Regions from separate parts of the Muntiacus reevesi genome. Here region 1 is linked to region 2. Evidence: chromatin contacts called from public Hi-C data. All regions are on one chromosome and are shown on one strand. The core of a region is the stretch at or near the end of the contact, and the rest is flanking DNA. Distances in the headings are between cores, read along the strand shown. Region 1 holds the start of GTF3C4 (general transcription factor IIIC subunit 4). Region 2 holds the start of TSC1 (TSC complex subunit 1).

What was found. A called contact is a pair of places that touch in the nucleus more often than the background predicts.
Region 1: a Hi-C map of muscle shows a contact between it and region 2, with 5 times the contacts expected there. The contact joins the promoter of GTF3C4 here to the promoter of TSC1 in region 2. A contact is called at or near these places in 2 of 3 Hi-C or Micro-C datasets (blood and muscle).

The regions. Positions count from the first base shown.
Region 1 is chr3:3,975,553-3,980,887 of mMunRee1.1, reverse strand. GTF3C4 (general transcription factor IIIC subunit 4) reads left to right here and starts at 3,272. Exons shown (of 5, transcript XM_065928188.1): 1 at 3,272-3,663. The coding sequence starts at 3,319. It overlaps DDX31 (DEAD-box helicase 31), which reads right to left and starts at 2,750. Exons shown (of 20, transcript XM_065928189.1): 1 at 2,499-2,750. The coding sequence starts at 2,594.
Region 2 is chr3:3,739,644-3,745,123 of mMunRee1.1, reverse strand. It overlaps TSC1 (TSC complex subunit 1), which reads right to left and starts at 2,441. Exons shown (of 23, transcript XM_065928179.1): 1 at 2,320-2,441.

The DNA.
Region 1 (5,335 bases), core at 2,023-4,522, 230 kb before region 2:
ATAAGCCTCTGCTGGAGAGCACTGCATCCCCTGCACAGGACCGTGTCTGGCACAAAGTAAGTGCTCAATAAATACTTGCAGGATGAATGAACAACACGTTATGGAATGACCCTTTTCTGTACTCTGGACACTGTTCTACTTGTCAATTCCCTTGCCCCCAGCATCCATAACATATTCATTAAAAAAAAACTGACCACTCAGTAGCTGTCAAGTAGCCTGGCTCTAAAGGTACAAAGATCTGACAAGCCCATGAAGAAGTCAGAGACAAGTGGACGAGACAAAAGTGTAAGACTGCAAACCAAACCTGTAGCTGTACTAAAGAACAGTGTGGACAAAGTGTTTTAAGGGCACAAAACAAGAAGACTACCATGGCCCATGGCAAGGGGGAGGGAGGCAAAGATACAGGAATGCTTCATGGGGTGGCAGCTGAGTACCGGAGCAGAAAAGACATACCTGGATCTTTTTAAAAATATGCAAGTCCTTGAGTCCACTCCCCCACCTGCCTCATGAAGGGATATGGCAGGCAACCTCTAGGGCCCATCCAGCCCTAACAGTCTACATGCTGAGTCTTTGACATTAACAAGCATATTAAATAGTTACTATGCACCAGGCAGTATGCTAAGTACTTACATGAGTGATGTCACTGAGCCATACAGTACTGGTATTACCCCATCTTAAGATAACAACACTAAGGTGGCGATGGGAGGTGACCTGTCCCAGCATCACTGAGGGATCAAGGCTTTGACCAAGCATTGATTCCACAGCCTAGTTACTAACAGTAATGCTGCAACACCATTTAGAAACTGTATCCTGTTTGGTTAGAAAACATTATGTACAGTTTAATCCCTATTTTGCTCTGCTTCTTTTCTAGAAGGATGTACATCACAATGTTACCCAGAGTTATCTCTGAGTATGGCAATTGTGGGTTTTTTTTTTAAATCTACTTTCCAAATTTCCTACAATAAATCTGTGTGTGTATATATATACATATATATATATTTTTTTTTTTTTTTCTTTTTTAAGGAAAAACACTCCGTGTAGTGTTAGAGCATAATTTAAGTTGTCAAGGTCTTTCCAAGTCCAGTACATTAGCTACTTATGCCAAGTTCAAGCTATTAGCAAATTTGGTCAGCATACACAGAATTCTCATTCAAGACATAACAAACATGCAGACAAGCCAACACAGACAGAGAGCTGTTAAACAATATTCTTTTGATATAGTGGTTCAAGCGATCATAAAACCAGATAACTTACATTTATTTACTCAACCCACTCAATGAACTTTTAGTAAGTGTTTTCTATGTCTTGCATGTACTTGGTATAAGCACCTTACTGACCTGATGGAGCAATTCTATCAGGTCAGTCAAAATGGAGTCAATATGACTTATAACTTTATACGAAGTCAAAATTACTGTTCTCATATAATAGGTAGGAAAAGTGAGGATCAGGGAGGTGAAGAAATTTCTTCAAGGTCACAGAACCAGCCATGTTGCAACGCTCTCATCCAATCCCAGGTCTGTCCTATTATTCCAAATCCCCTGTGCCCAACTGACTCTTTTGTACTTCCCTCCCCCTTCAGTATAGATGAAGCCACAACATCGCCCAGCCGAAAAGTTTTACTCACAAGCCTCTAAATCCTAAACTTGATAACCACGAAAAAAGTCTAGACAATAAACCAGACATTTGCTATGAGCTGATGTGAACTCAAGTAACTTCAGCGGCGCTATACTGGTTGAAAGGAACTGAACCGAACTCTGACAAAAAAATTTTCAATGGCATTAAATGATGCGTTTTTGAGAAGACACACACATACGCACACTTTTCTTGGCAGCAAACTGTATCCTTCTGGTCATTAAGACAAGATTTTTCAACAGATTTTCTGTCCTGTATTCCTCCTCTTAGCTAGGAGCTAAGTCAGCCCTAAAAACCAATTTTCTGCTCTGGTTTGGGCTAAATTTCAGGCATCTTTGCCTCTCTAACGAAGATATTGTATTGATGAGTTGTATTTTTCTTCCCCGCCCCCCAACCCTTCATGGCGCGCCGATGTATATCTCGGTTTCGAACACTCTTCAAAGAAATTTCTAGTCTCCAGTCCTCATTCCCGAAACAAACTGACCCTTAAGAGTAGCTGAGAGAAGATTAGAAGACGGGGCTACTGAGGGACTCAACGCCCCGAGAGTCCGTTTTTAACTTCGGGTGACAAGTCTCTTATCCCCGCCTTCAACTAACAAGCGGCCCCAGCCAGCTCCGCCCGCCTCCGCCCGCTCCGCTCCCGCTCCGAGCGCGTCTGCACGGGTCGTGGCGGCTCTTAAGACACGCGCGGTTCAGCGACTCCTCCCGGAGCTGCCCGATGTCTGACTTTTCCCCACCTCAACTCCGCGAAATTAATTCGAATCCCGACGGAGAAGGCCTGAACGGCAGCTTCCCGGCGCTCGGAGGCCCCACCCCCCCCACCCCCCCGGGAGCGAACGCATCTGGAAAACCGGATCAGAACTCACCCGCCTCGCGTGGGCCGGGCGGGGTTTGGAGAAGGTTCTGAAGACGGCGGCCCGGGGCTCGGGGACCTGAGGAAGCACTCCGCTGACGGCTGCCATGTCGACAGAGAGGCGCGTCCGGATCTCGCGAAACCCGGAGCGAGGCGCTGCTAGACCCCACGTGGACGCGCGCGAGGACCCCGCTGTAGCTGTCCCGCCGAGTCCTGCGCGCCCGCGCGCGCTTTCTGAGGGCCCCCGCCCCCCTCACGAAGGGGCCCGCGCCACTAGCGGCCGGAGCCGCGGCGCCCCGGGCCACAGGGCCGTCCCTCGTGGCGCGGCTTGTGCCGGGGGATGGGGGGATGCCAAGTCACACCGAACCCCAGAGTGATTGCCCTTGACGTTCTTTTGAAATTCCTCTCAGGAACGAGGAGAGGCGTGTCCCATCGAACCAGCGCCTCCTCCTTTGACTCTCCTCAGCACTTTAGTTGTCAGGAGCCGGGGGCGGGGGTGGGGGGGACTCCTTGCCCCTCGCCCACCCGCGATCCGGCCCCACCACAAGGTGAGATATTTTTAATTTATTTTTTTTACAGGCAGCGCCTTGGCCACCCGGCAGGGGCTGGGTTGCCTAGCAACGGCGGGGTCCTTCGTGGCTCGGCGGCGCTCCGGGCCTCAGGGGGAGAAAACCGCCGCTGAGGAAATCTGGGGGCCCGGCGGAGGCCGCGGTGCGGGAGGCGGCAACTGGACTGCAACGCGGGGCGGGGCGGGGCGGAGCGGGGCGGGGAGGAGGAGGAGGAGGGGGAGGTTGGCGCGCGCCCGGGAGCCCGGCCTCTGCCTCCGAGGAGAGATGAATACGGCCCTAACCCGGGTGGGCCCCGCGGCCGAGCGGCCCGCGCCGCCCGAGGAGGTGGAGGGCTCTGAGGCGGGCGGGAAGGAGCCGGCGGCGGACGCGGCCCCAGGGCCCAGCACGGCATTCCGCCTCCTGGTGACTCGGCGGGAGCCGGCGGTGAGGCTGCAGTACGCGGTGAGCGGCCTGGAGCCGCTGGCGTGGTCCGAGGACCACCGCGTGTCGGTGTCCACGGCCCGCAGCATCGCCGTGCTGGAACTCATCTGCGACGTGCACAACCCGGGCCAGGACCTGGTTATCCACCGCACATCGGTGCCCGCGCCTCTCCACAGCTGCTTCCTCAAAGTAAGTCATGCCTGCCGCCCCGGGCTCTGGGGTCTCCTGCCCGCCTCCCTCTCTCCACCACCCCCCCCCCGCGGCCACGTCCCCGCGGGTCCCTGGGGGAATCCCCGGGCCCACGCCTCGGCCGGGGATTCCCGCCTCCTCGCACTGAGTCTTTAGGGTCGCCGCCGTAGCTTAAGTGGGGGGGTGGGGGGGGAACCCGCCGTGTATGCCCAGTTTCCCGGATCGCCCACCCACTCCCGAGACAGATACATTTCGGAAGGTCCCTCTCTGGAGCCGAGTTCTCCCTGTGGCCCGGCGTCTGGCCGGCTGCTGGCGCAGATTTCTTCCCTTGGTGCTTTCTGAGGCTCCACCCCCTGTTGACCCAGCCCCAGACCTGCCTCTGCCACCCGCTCCTATTGTCTGGGGCCTGCTCCCCGAGGCTCCTGGCTGGCTTTGTTTACTGTGATGTGCCCTCCTCTTCCGCCTCCTTGGCTTTGGAAGAGAGAAAATTGGTGTGGGGTGTTTTTGTTTTGTTTTGTTTTGTTTGCTTTGTTACTGTTTCAGTGACTTTGTTATATGAGTGGTCTTTCTCATCTTGGGGAGATGATAGATCCTGGATGTCGGGGGTTAGTCCTCCAGTTTTTCTTCAATAACGAAAAGGCTTTGGGGTGTAGAATGAAAAATAAAGCTTCTGAAAATAAGTGTAGCTCTTAAACTTAAGATCTTCGTATAGATTTAATGCTTCGTGTAGATTAGTGCTTTTGGCTTCATATTAACTAAGTTTGCCTTCAGAACTTTAAAGCTGCTAAAGTTTTATTGTTCGATCATCACCATTTTCCAAATGTTTCAAAGTAGGAAGTCGTGTTGTTCATTTTAATGGTTTAAAAATATTAAAACTTTATTACTGTTTCCTTTATAGGTCTGTATGTATATGTATGATTATCAAAGTGTATGTTCATTCTCTCAACACATCTTTGAATACCACTATGGAAATCTCATGGACTGAGGAGCCTGGGGGACTACACAATCCATGGGGTTACCAAAGGGTGGGATAGGATTTGGTAGGACTTAGTGACTGAAACAACAGCAACAATGTATCAGCTAGACATCAATCTAGGCTCCAGAAGTAAAACATTGTACAAAAACAAAAACAAAAAATCTCTGTCCTCTAGGAGTTTGCATTCATTCTTTTGACAGGTCAGAAACAAATAACAATGTAATAATAGGTAGTGATAAGTTGTAATATGTATCTATATACAGAGAAAGTATTTCTGTGAATGTGAAGTTTTAAAAAAAAAACTACTCTGCCAAGCCATTTAAAATATAGATCAGTAACTGAATGGGGTGCAGAGAACCCACACCCCTTTTTAGCATACTTAATCCAAGTTTGAAAGTGACAGTTTGATGTTTAATTAGATCATTGATAAGTTTGTATGGGACTAAACCTTCAAAGATCTTGGACAAGGTGTGAACAAATTGATTCAAGTATAAGCCAGTCGCCTGGAAGTTGGTGATGGACAGGCAAGCCTGGCTTGCAACTGTCCATGGGGTCGCAAAGAGTCTGACACGCCTGAGCAACTCAACTGATAAACCAGTCAGATGAATAGATGTTGGTGATCCTATGAAACTGAGAAACACTCAAGGAGGGAGGCAGAACAGAAGGGTTTTAAAAGGTGTATCCTTTGCTGAAAAG
Region 2 (5,480 bases), core at 1,192-3,691:
GGTGCCATCAGAATCACCTAAAACTTCTTCCAAAATATATATCCAGGGTGTCCTCAGTGACATATGCAAGCTACCTGTACATGAAGGTTTGATAGACACTACTGTTAAGAGATCACTCATTTCCAGCAATTTCATTATTCTACAGACAAGAATACATTTGATCTGTCCTAGTCAAGACTGTTTAGTTTCACTTCACAACGGAGAACAGAAGGCACCATGTTACACCCGCAGACTGGGATGTCTTCACCCTTAGGGATCCAATCAGGCAGAGTACAACTGAGTCACAGGATTTGAGACACTCCAATTTAACGGAAAACAAGTAAGAATGTGGGTAGCTGCTTAGGAATCTGTCTAACTAGGAATTTAGGAACATACCAAAGTCTTTATGACACCAGGAAATGCATGAAGCAGAGAAAGCTTACATCATTTGCCCTTTCACGCACATGATGTAAGAGTATTTGGCCTAACATATTAACTTTAGTAAGAGGATATTTCCCATTTACATCATCTATAAACACCCCTTAAGTTTACACCCGGTGGTTAGAGGAAGATTCTGCAGCTCCCCAGGGCAATAGCAAAGGATGTTTCACTGTTTCTGAGGCGCCTCATTTGCTTGATGCACAACCGTTAAAGTTTGCATTTCCCCACACGACCTTAAATCAGTTTCCACATTTGCATATTCCAGGTTTACTCGGGAATGTTCAACTTAAGAATCACAGGTGGTTGCTCAGTAAATCAAGGGCTCCCACAAGGTTGGGTTTTATAATGCTTCTCGAAATTTACAGCCCCATTTTGTCAACAAGTGCAAATTCAGATGACTCCAAGTTGATCCCCAAATTATAAATCCAAGTATCTCAGAAGAATATTATTCTATTTTAGTACTTTTACCAGTTTAGACTGTGTCAAGTGAAGTGCTATTTCTATGCTTTCTATAAAAAATCCGGCAAGGATTTTAGCACGGCTTCTTTCTGCAGTAAACGCATTGGTTTTATGAAAACATCAAATACTTTCCAGCCTAATTTAGACTACCTTGTTTATAGTCACAACACTGCCATCCCAAACAAAAGCTAAGGTATGTAAGCAAGTGGGCCCCTCTTCAAAATTAAGCACGCACACACAGGCACTTATGCACAAACCCTGGCCAACTGATTAACTCTAATCACCTGATCAGAAAGAATGACAAGTTAGATCTGATCAAATAATAGATAAACGCGAATCATGTTAAGTACAAACAAAGACAGGAGCGCAGTCTTGGAATCAGTCAAACTCCAGTTCCCATCCCGGCTCACAGAATCCTAGAGGCGTGACCTTGGGGCACGGTACCCTAGTCTCTGAGCCTCAGTTTCTTCATCTGAGAAATGGGAGGGACTCCCGGTGGCTGCCTCTCCCCTCTGTCGCGAGGGCTAAAGGAGGTGACGACTGCGGAACCCTTCCACAGTGCGTGCTCCATCAACAAGCTGCTGGTGTCAGGAGGACCGCGCCCCCTCCAAGGCCCCCACCCCCACCCCTCCAAACCTAGAACGCCCGAAGCAAAACTCTCTACCAGGAAACACAAAGAAACAGCTTTAATTCTCAAAGGGCTCTCTGACTGCCGGTTCTTCATCCTCCAGTTCCTCAAATGAATGAATGAGCGTCTAGGAGTGGCTCTGCAAATAGCTGTCTCTTAAGAATCACTTCTGCCGGCTGGAAGGTAACTGTCTTTCAACACCAATTAAACACCCAGAAGCACACCTGGAGCTAGGCACACACGCTCATGCAAATTTCAGCGGAGACACCGAGTCCGGGCAGGTCCCCGAGGCCCACAGGCAGACTCCATTCATTCCCCTCCCCCCCACCCCGACCCCTCTCATCAAGCCCTGGCACCAGCCCCGACCCCTCAATCCGGACCGGTCTCTCCTCGGCTCTCCGCACCCTGCGGGAACCTGTCACCCCACCGAGCAAGAGGCTGGCAAAGCGGCCCACTTCACCCCCTGTCCTCGGCACCGCAGCCCGGGGGCGGGGGAGGGGGGGGGGATGCAGCGGTCCCCTCCGCCGCCGAGGAGGGGCCAAGTGCCGACCGGGGCCTCCTCTCTTCCCCCAGAAACCCGCCAAGCCCCATCAGGCCCCGTCGGAAATAGCGAGTAATAAGAGGGAGGGGAAAGCTCCCCGAACCCCCCCTTCCCGGGGTCCCTTCCCCGGCAAGTGAGTGCCTTGCCCCAGCCCTACAGGGCTTCCCAGACTGGGGTCATGGTGCCGGGATTGCCCCGAGAAGACCCCCGCGAAAAGGAAGGGGCGACACCCCCATACTCACCCACCGTCTCCTCCCCCTCAGCTGTTTACCTCACAGTTCCTCCAGCCTACAGGGCGCCGCCATCTTGGACGTACAGCACCTCCCCCCCGTCGTGAAATGTCCACGGTAGCTGCAGCCTCCGCCACGAAAAAGAGTCCCCAGCCGTGCCGCGCCTCGCTCTCGAACCCGACGACCGTTGACCGTGGTCGCCTGCCCCTTTGGAAAGAAGGGGCCGTTCTGCTCATTACTGGTGGTGCTAACCGGTCGAGAAAGAGCCAAGAAGAGTTGTAAGGTAGGGGGTGTCGGGGGGGTGGGGAGGCGGGGACGGGCGGAAGGATTCCGAAAGGGAGCTGCTGAGAGATCTTGTGACTCCGAAGGAGGCAAAAAGAAGGGCCGGCGCGGCGAGGAGGAGCCACGCGAGAGAGCGAGGGGCGGGGCGGTGGTCACGTGACCCGGGCCGGGCGGGAGGGGCCGCGCAAGAGGCGTAAACAAGTTGTCCGCGCTGGGTGTGGTTGGGGCGCCTCCTGCGTTCCCGAGGCGCGCACACGCGGGTTCTCCCCGACCGAGGGTCTCCCTTGTGCCTGACCGCAGATCTTCCATCTTGTTTCCCAAGGAGCCAGTGGGGCCCCCGTGGGAGAAGGGCCTGCGGAGAAACACACTGCCTTCTGCCCCTCAGATTGCTAGCGTTTCAGACACCCGGTCACGACACCTGGGGGAACCCACCCTAATCAGAGCGGCCGCTTTCAAAGCCCAGCCCCTTCATTCAGTCCCTGCCCTGCTCCCTTCCTAGCTGTGTGAACCTGGGCAAGTTTTGAAGCCCTTTGAGCCTTGGTTTCTTTCTCTGTGAAATGGGCATAGTAACCCGAGTGGAGTGAGGATTCAGGGACATAAAGTGTGGAGGGCGTTTGAAGCACCGTGACCCATGCAGGGTAAATGCTCCCAAGATGATGGTCCCCGAAGGCAGGTTGTGGTGAGCGCTGTGACCGATCCGGTGCAGGGTGAGAGAGGCCGCAGTCTAACTGAGGCATCTGAAAGCCTTTCTGAAGGAGTGCGCATCAAGCTAGGCCTTAAAAGAAAGGCAGGTTTTAGGAAATAGAAGTGGGAGAGGCCGTTGGGAAGGAAAGAGCTAAAAGAAGCTAGTAGCGCCTGGGGATAACTCTGGGTGAGTTTCGGAAATGACAAGTTTTGTCACGGGAACCATTTGGGTCACAAGGCAAGGCAGTGTACGGCTTAAGGGGCCTACTGTGAGAGTGGCCAGGGTTCCAGGAGGCCCAGCGTGGCCCCAGGTAGGACTGCTGCTAGCCTTTTAGGGTCAGAGAGGCCCCAAGAGAATTAAAAAAGGCCTTTTCTCTGGGCCCATAGCCCATGTGAGCAGAGCCCAGGCTGTATCTGGGCCCTTAGCCGCCCATACCCACTTCTCCTGGGGGCCCTTGAGCAGTGCACAGCCTTTATCACCATCCTGGCTTACGGGGCAGGTGGGCATTGACCTGGCAAATCCGCCAGCCTAACACTGCCTGGAGGCAGCTGGGGAAGCCAGGACGGGATGGTTCCAACAGACCGGAGTGTGAACACAGGTTTCTGCTATTGTGCTAATGAACTGAGCCTTGGTTTCTTCCTCTGCAACATAGGAGTTTTAATATTAATCATGATGCCTACCGAATGGGGGTTTGGGGTGAATTCAATGAGAGCTTAAGACGTAGCCAGCACAGAACCTATTTCAATAAATGTTAGTTTTGTTAGCATTTATCAATGCTCTCACAACCGGCATCCAATCACTGCCTGGAGTCAGTCCACCTGGTGCTAACTTCTGTGTAGTCACCCAGCATAGCCAGCCTAGGGCCCAGAGATGGAAGGGCTGGAGGAGAAGAGGGGAATGCCTAGGTTCCCCTAGTCCACAAACCATTTCACAGGAACAGATTCCTGCCTTGGCATTAGCCTGTGACAAGGATTCGGGCACAGTCTGAATCCCCCAGTGATCAGGAGGGATGGAGTCAGGGACGGGCATGACTCCAGAGCTCCAGCGCAGGAATCCCCTTTCCCCACCCCCCTCTTTCTTGGCTCAGTGACCTCATCCTGCTGGAATGCTATCCTCCGTGGAAGGGAGCAGTGATACAGGAGCCTCATCAGCTCCTGGCCCTCAAGGGGGCCATAACTGCGCTGTTACTGTTTATACAATATCTGGGAGAAGAATGGTAATAGTTCTCTCAATATGGACCGCTAGGGGCTTGTGAGAAGAGGCTAGGAGGAAAGGCAGAGGCAGCCCTGCCCCTGCTCAGGGGCTGGCTCCATGTTTTCTGCTTTTCTGGGATTGATTTTGTCGTTGACTTGTTGTTCAGTTGCTAAGTCATGTCCGACTCTATGTGACCCCTTGGACTGCAGCACACAAGGCTTCCCTGTCCTTCACTATCACCTGGAGTTTGCTCAGACTCATGTCCATCGAGTCGGTGATGCCATCCAACCATCTCATCCTCTGCCGTCCCCTTCTCCTCCTGCCTTCAGTGTTTCCCAGCATCAGGGTCTTTTCCAGTGAGTCAGTTCTTCGCATCAGGTGGCCAAAGCATTGGAGCTTCAGCATCAGTCCTTCCAATGAATATTCAGGGCTGATTTCCTTTAGGATGGACTGGTTTGATCTCTTTGGTGTCCAAGGGACTTGCAAGAGTCTTCTCCAACACCACAGTTCAGAAGCATCAGTTCTTCGGCACTCAGACAGCTGTTAATCAGACCGCTATCTTCTATATACCTTCCTGGAGCTTCTCCATGGCATGAGCTTCTGGCCAGGCTTTCTCCAACCGTCTTGTCCACACTCGGTGACAAGACAGAAGGGATGAGCCCTAGGAGGCAGGTGGCACTGACTTGATGTGTGTGAGGCACACCGGCGATTTGCCTGGGCAGCATCTCCCCCTCCCCCTCCTGGGACCACAGCATTAACCTCAGGCACCTGGACCCATCTGGCCAGTCCTGGATCCCAAGCATCCAGCCAAAAGGATTGGCATAGTTGGACATGTGACCCAATTTGGGCCAATCAGGGTACTTCCCTGAGTGTTTATACATTGATGCTGGAAGAGATGTTATCTTTCCTCTGGGGTCATTGAACTAGGATAAAGCTGTGGCCCTCCGTTTCTCCCTCTCCTACCTCAGGCTCCATGAACGCGCTAGCCAAAAGATGGAAAAGATACAGAGAAAGAGAGAGATGAAAAGAGAACTGTTGGTT